Regions from separate parts of the Sus scrofa genome. Here region 1 is linked to region 2. The links are chromatin contacts, called in public Hi-C maps. All regions are on one chromosome and are shown on one strand. The core of a region is the stretch at or near the end of the contact, and the rest is flanking DNA. Distances in the headings are between cores, read along the strand shown.

Evidence for each region. Hi-C and Micro-C count contacts between places; a contact is called where the count stands out from the background.
Region 1: a contact with region 2 is called in a Hi-C map of liver, with 11 times the contacts expected there. A contact is called at or near these places in 3 of 47 Hi-C or Micro-C datasets (embryonic fibroblasts, liver and skeletal muscle).

The regions. Positions count from the first base shown.
Region 1 is chr3:118,954,991-118,958,188 of Sscrofa11.1, forward strand. No RefSeq gene overlaps it. Among named protein-coding and RNA genes, the nearest start is that of RDH14, 500 kb to the right of the region's middle.
Region 2 is chr3:118,305,761-118,308,982 of Sscrofa11.1, forward strand. No RefSeq gene overlaps it. Among named protein-coding and RNA genes, the nearest start is that of TTC32, 34 kb to the left of the region's middle.

The DNA.
Region 1 (3,198 bases), core at 676-3,175, 650 kb after region 2:
CTGGCCTGTGTGGCAGTCACAACGCATCACATCAGAAGAAATTCACCCTGTCTGCTGGAGACAGAAGTTCAACTTTAATGTTTTTAAAGTACTTCAAATACGGACTCTTCTCTGACTTTGCTCAGGGCTAGTTCCTGAACAATACATAAATTGTCAGGATCAATGGGAAGAGTACACTGTGTTCTCTAAGTGCCTTGAGGAGCAGTGTCTCAAACTCCAAGACAGTATTACTATTGTCTCTGAAGTGCAAGCCTGTTGTTTTATCTTTGAGGAAGTTTATTCCTAGATAGAGATCTTCATAACACCCTCTGAAAATGGAGGCATTGACAGGCTGGCTCGCATTTATGGCTGCTGTATAAGAGAGCCATTTAAAAGCTGGGCATGTTTTCTCCTCAGCAAATATAGCCACTTACCCTGCTCAGGCCATCTTCCTTTCTAGAAAGCTCAAGTCTTAGGAAGACACCCAGTTACTGGCAGAATCCACAGAGCTATAAAGGCCGACAGGGAGGGAGAGAGTTTAAACTTTAACTTCTCCAGACATCATGGGACCATCACAAAAATGAATCAGAAACACCCACTGAGAGCATTTTTCGCAGTCACCATGCAGATGACAGAAGATAAGAGATGTTGATAAAGGTGGAAAGTTCTCTACTGATAGCATCTTAGACCTGTGTGGATGGAGACACGCTCTCAGGAGTTCCCTGGGGAGTTCACATCACTGGTCTCCTTCTGACCTACAGAAACAGAAAGAAAACCACATCCAAAAATCTCTATTAGAAAACGTTGTTCCCCACCCTGGTTCTGGAAAGCTAAACCCAAAGGACCCCAACACCTTATCTCTTTTACAGAAGAACAAAGAAAGTGAAAAGAGACTTACAGTGACCATATAAAGTAGGGGCCAACTGAAATCTTGTACCCAAAGTCTCAGACCTTTATCTTTCTATTTTTTCCCAGCAGGCTGTGCAATTTCTCTCTCATTTAATCCTTCCTCATGACCGATGTAAATTAGGCATCTTTCCAATGAAAACAGTGGCTAACTTGGTCTCATTTTGCAGCTTAATCTTTAATTTATTCTTACTTTTACTCTAATGATTTGTGTAGAATTTTGGTTAACTCTTGAATGAATTTGGTGGAGGAGCAATTAAAAAGGAATCAGGTTGTGATATAGGAAGATATAGAAAGAGATGATTCAACCTAAAGACCTGAGGACTTTGAGAACAGCCTTTTTTTCATTTTTTAGAGTTTTATCGAAGTATAGTTGATTTACAGTGTTGTGATAATTTCTGCTCGACAACAAAGTGATTCAGTTATACATGTACACACATCCATTCTCGTTGAGATTCTTTTCCCACATAGATTATCACAGAATATTGGGTAGAATTCCCTGTGCTAATAATTCCACATACCTCAGTGTGCAGATGCCAATCCCACAGCCCCAGTCCATCCCTCCACCTCCCACCCCACACCTGTCCCCTTGGATAACCATAAGTTTTTCAGAATCTGTGAGTCTGTTTCTGTTCTGAAGTAAGTCCATTCGTGTCCTTTTTTTAGGAGTCCATATATAAGTAATGTCATACGCATTTTTAAGACAGTGAAAAATGAGATCTTTGGACTTCTCTTTGCTGCAAATGTGTATGGCTCAACTCCTCTGGGTCTCAGCCAGGTCAGGAGGCTGAGGAACCATGGGCAGACGCAAGTGTGGCTGGGAATATTCCGGGGGTTTCCGTGAACCTGTCACCGAGTTGCCCTAGCGACCTAGAAAAGAAGCTCTGAGGTAGTGGGCCAGTTTGCTGACACCAGCCCCACCCCCTAGACAGATCCGTTCATCTCCCCCAAAGGGAAGCTCTTTTCCAGGACACCAAGGAAGCGCCAATGCCAGCTATCTTTTGGCAGTCATCAAGTGGGTCCAAAATCCATCCTGGGCTAATTGCAAATCTCTATTTGTTCAAATGAAGATAAGCAGGAATGAAGTTCTGTCATCAGCTCATAGTTCTCAGAACCACTGGATTGACCTGGGGGCATGGGTTATCTTGAAGAAGACAGTCCTTTATTTTCTAGACTCTTCCATGTTCCTCTGTGGTACATACCCATGACTCCTGTAGGGGCCTTTGGTGGCTCCCCCAGTGTCTCAGACCCTGAGAAAACAATGGGGCTCATTTTCCCCATATCTTTGGTCTGGAGGCTGGGCAGCTGCTTTCTCCCCCTGGATCCTTCACTTTAGCCTCTGGGGATGTATCTCCTACTCAGGCGGTAAAGCATGTGGCTAATCTCCATCATCTAAGCTACTCTAGATATTGGTGAGTTAGGAGCTCAAATCATTGGCTGGTATGTCCTCTTTACAAATACTTATTTCCGTTTTACAGATAATAAATAATTCAACAGCAAAATAACTTGCGGTGGTCAAATGCCTGGCAAAGGGGAAAAAGTAAGCTCAGCCCCTGAAACCAAAGAGATTATTTCTTTGGGGAAGGTGTTCCATGAAAATTCCTTCTTCCCAGGGACATGCATAAAGCAGCTCTCTCCCCAACTCTATTCTTTAATATGTCACTTGAGAACTCACAATTTTGGAGAACCTGGTGCAGAGGGGGTCAATGGTCAGGTGAGCTTCGAAAGAGCTGCCTTTTATGTCTCTTGGAAATTTGCTGCACACCCTGCGAGATCCCATAGGACAGAAACCTATTTAAATTTGTCGAACTCAATTTCCTGAGTAGTTCCCCACGAAAACTTTTCCCCACCAAACACCTGTTATTATGTCACATAATCAGTATTCTGCACCCCACATTTTGTGAAGCCCCTCATCTTGGGGTAGCCTTTTCAGAGCTCCCGGGAGAGGCAGACTTCTCTCATCTGCTTTCTAAATTGTGCATTTTTATCACTTATGAGGCCAGGGCCATAGGTATTATATCAGCGAATTCTCACAGAAACTTGGAGGGAAATACTAGTCCTGCAACCAGTAGTCAGTTAATAATTAATAGTTATTAGTTATCTGTGGTGGGCATGACTCCAGGACAGGTTTCTTTTTATCCCCTTATAGATGGGCAGAGTGAGGCCCAGAAACGTTAAATAATCTAGCAGAGTCACATGACCTTCAGGTTGCAGAGCCAGAAATAAAAATCCATTTCTTTGATTCCCATCTTGAGTGGGGTCCACTTTTCCAGACTGTAGATGAGCTACTACTGTCGCCCTTGCCCCAGCATC
Region 2 (3,222 bases), core at 66-2,565:
GAGAGGATGTCAGTATCTGAGGCTGCAGGTTTTGGGCTGAATTGTTTGGGGGAGGAATGTGAGACCAGAGAACCTATATTTTAAAACGTTAATGCAAGGAGAGGAAACAGATGAAGAAAAGAATTTTGTTTTTTCCATTTTGCCTTACAAGGTAATTTGGGGAAAAAAACCCTTTGCAAAGTTGCCAGCACTGAACCGGGGAGAGTTCAGAAGTGAGAGTCCTACTCTGGTTTCAAACGAGGGACTTAGCGGCCCTTTCCCATCATTCAACGTGGATACACAGCCCTGACGTTTTTGATTTTGTTCTCTATTTCAAGAAAAAATGTGTCGTGAACCGACCGAGCATGGTTTCCCGGGCCGCGACAAATTCTCATGCAAACAGCGCTCTGGAACTGGATTTCCAAAGTCGTGTTCGGAGGGCCGTGTGTCCCCACCGCGGCCCCGGCGTGGGCTCCTGGGAGGGGGCGTGGGGGGAGCTGCATACAAATTGGATTCGAATATAATTGATATTTAAGTCTCTCTCTGGACACTTAAACTTTGATAGTTTACATCTCCGCTTAATAGCGTGTTAAATCATTTTATAACTCTTCTCAACTGTTTAATCTTTTCATTGTTGAAAAATGAGGTCGTTGATCTAAGCCGCGTCAGAATATGCCAGGAAAAACTTATTTAAATGTACCACACTTCACCACGGCACTCAGAGGATCCGAGGGACCCACGCGTGTCTTGGGGAGGGAGCACCTCTCTCACAATGGGGTCTCCCCCTGGGTGGGGTCAGGGAGGAGGAGGACTCAGCCAGTGGAGGCTGGGGGAGGCCCACAGGGGCGGGGGACGGGGTGGGGGTGGCGGGACAGGCTAGAGCCTGGGGTTTGGCCCTTAGACTGTGGCGTTGCCACCATCTAGGATTTTGGCTTCTCATTGGGCCTTGTCGCATATTCGCTTTTCTGGCCGACAGCATGTTCTGTGATCTCTCCCTGTGTCCAGCAAGGATGTTTGTGCGTCGTCATAACTAGGGTGCTTGTAGCTGGGGGAGAGAGGGACGGCGAGAGAGAGGAGAGGGGGAAGAATAAGAAGAAAAAGAGAGAAAGAGCGAGCGAGAGAGACGTTCTGTTCTTCCAAAAACAAGTATGCCTTCTCCTTGGGAATGACACCAAAGAATACCTTCTAAGTGAAGTATGTTTCCCTTCAGAGATTACAGCATCAGTTGATCAAAGTCCCCTGGAAATAGTTTTTGGCAACTCTGAGGTTCTCTGTAACTCCTCTTTGACTCGAGCAGGGCGGCCCTGGGCTGGGAGCAGCGGGTGTCCTGCCTCTGGCGGCTGAGGAGCCCTGGGGGAGGGACAGACAGGTGTCCCGTGTGTCTGTGGACCGCCTTGCGAATCCGTGGCCTCACGTGGGTTTGGGGTTGGTTTGGCTGGAAATGGTTTTGTTCCTCTGGAAAATTGATTGTGGTGTGCAGGCTGGCTCCCTCTGTCCAAGTAATGCAATACAGGCATCTTCGAAACTTAAACAGGGCTTTGGCAATCCTGGTGAAATGTATTGTCGTCGGCTCTGTGTCCTGACGTCCTCCGTAGAGTTGAGGAATGTTTGGACTTCGGCCCCCGAGCCCTTTCTGGTTTAAGTTTAATGAAAGGACGGGCCATCCAAACGTCTACCTGGCAGCGGGGAAGAGACCCTTCACGTTAATTATTGCTAAGCTCAACTGTCTCCTCCAAGCCCTATATACAGCCCTGCACATTTGTATACATTTTATATGGTCTATTTCCATTATAAATTGCCCATAAATTAAATACAGATTTTCCTGGGAACATCTTAAAAAAAGGGAATGGATCCGAGTGATACATGTTTCTGGTATTGGAGGTGACGTGGATGCGAGGGGGGCGGGCGGGCCGCCTGCGGACTCCCCAACATGGGGGTCACGCGTCTGGGTTAAGGCAACCTGAGTTGTGTGTGAACCAATACGCAGCGTGCCTCTTCTCCATCTTTCGTGTTGTGAGCTGCACATTGTGATTTCAGGAAGGATGGAGACTGATTGATTGACCAGACAGGCTGGAGGGGGGCCAGAGGGGGACAGGACAGTGAGGGATGCGAGCTCTCCCTTCTCTTCTCCACGGAGTGGGCTGGGCTGAGCAGGTTGCATCTGTGGCAAGGGGAGCATCTGTGGCACTGCCTCGGGGAGCCGTCCTTGCTGTGAGGTGTGTTGCCAGCATAATCTGTTGCTAATAACAAAGTCCTAAAGTATGTTGCAAAAGAAGTGAGAGCAGATTCAAGGCTCATCTCTGAGACATCCTTCTTGTCTCACTGCATTCCCAGTCCCTTGTTGAGTGGAGAGCTAAGCCTGGAGTTTTTCCCAGACTCCATAGAATCATGTCTGTCCTGAAGCCCATCTGCGCCTCAGCCTTTGCTGCCCCAGGGCCTTTGCACTTACTGCTCCCTCTGTGTCTCTGCATGACTTGCTTGCTCCATCCCCTCTTTAAGGCACTTACTCAGTGTGGCCTTTTACTACCCTGTTTAAAAACATACCCTGGAGTTCCAGCTGTAGCTCAATGGGATAGGCAGCATGGCTGGAACACTGGGACACATCCCCAGCCTGGCACAGTGGGTTAAGATCTGGTATTTGAAACTGCAGCTCAGGTCTGATCCCTGGCCCATATGGGAATTTCATATGACACAGGGTGGCCAAAAAAGAAAAAATATAATAAAAATAACAATGTATCCTGGGTACTAACCCCCTTCTTTGCCTTATTTATTTTTTCTACTTATCGTCTCTTGACATAATGGTTATTTTATTATTATTATTATAAGCAATAATAAATAGAGGGTCTGCGAGGCAGGAGTTTTTGTCTCTTTCATGCTCTGTTCTTCTCTCAGTGCCTGGCACCTAGTAGATTCTCAACAAAACATGTTGCACAAGCGCTTGAGCAAATGCCTACTGAAATGCTTTTGGAGGTCAGAGTTACGTGTCATGGAGGAAAAAAGTGTTGCAAAAAACCTGCTTTAAGAGATTAGACATGAGCCAGTTAGCAGAAATTATACGAAGGTAGATTCTAGTCTAATAACCAAAATAAAGAACTTTCAGAGTTCCTGCTGTGGAGCAACAGGATCAGCTGCATTTCTGTGGCACCAGAACACAGATTTGATCCCTGGCCTTGCACCGTGGGTTAAAGAGTCCGTTGTCGTCATAGCGGCATAGGTCACAGCTGCAGCTCAAATCTGACCCCT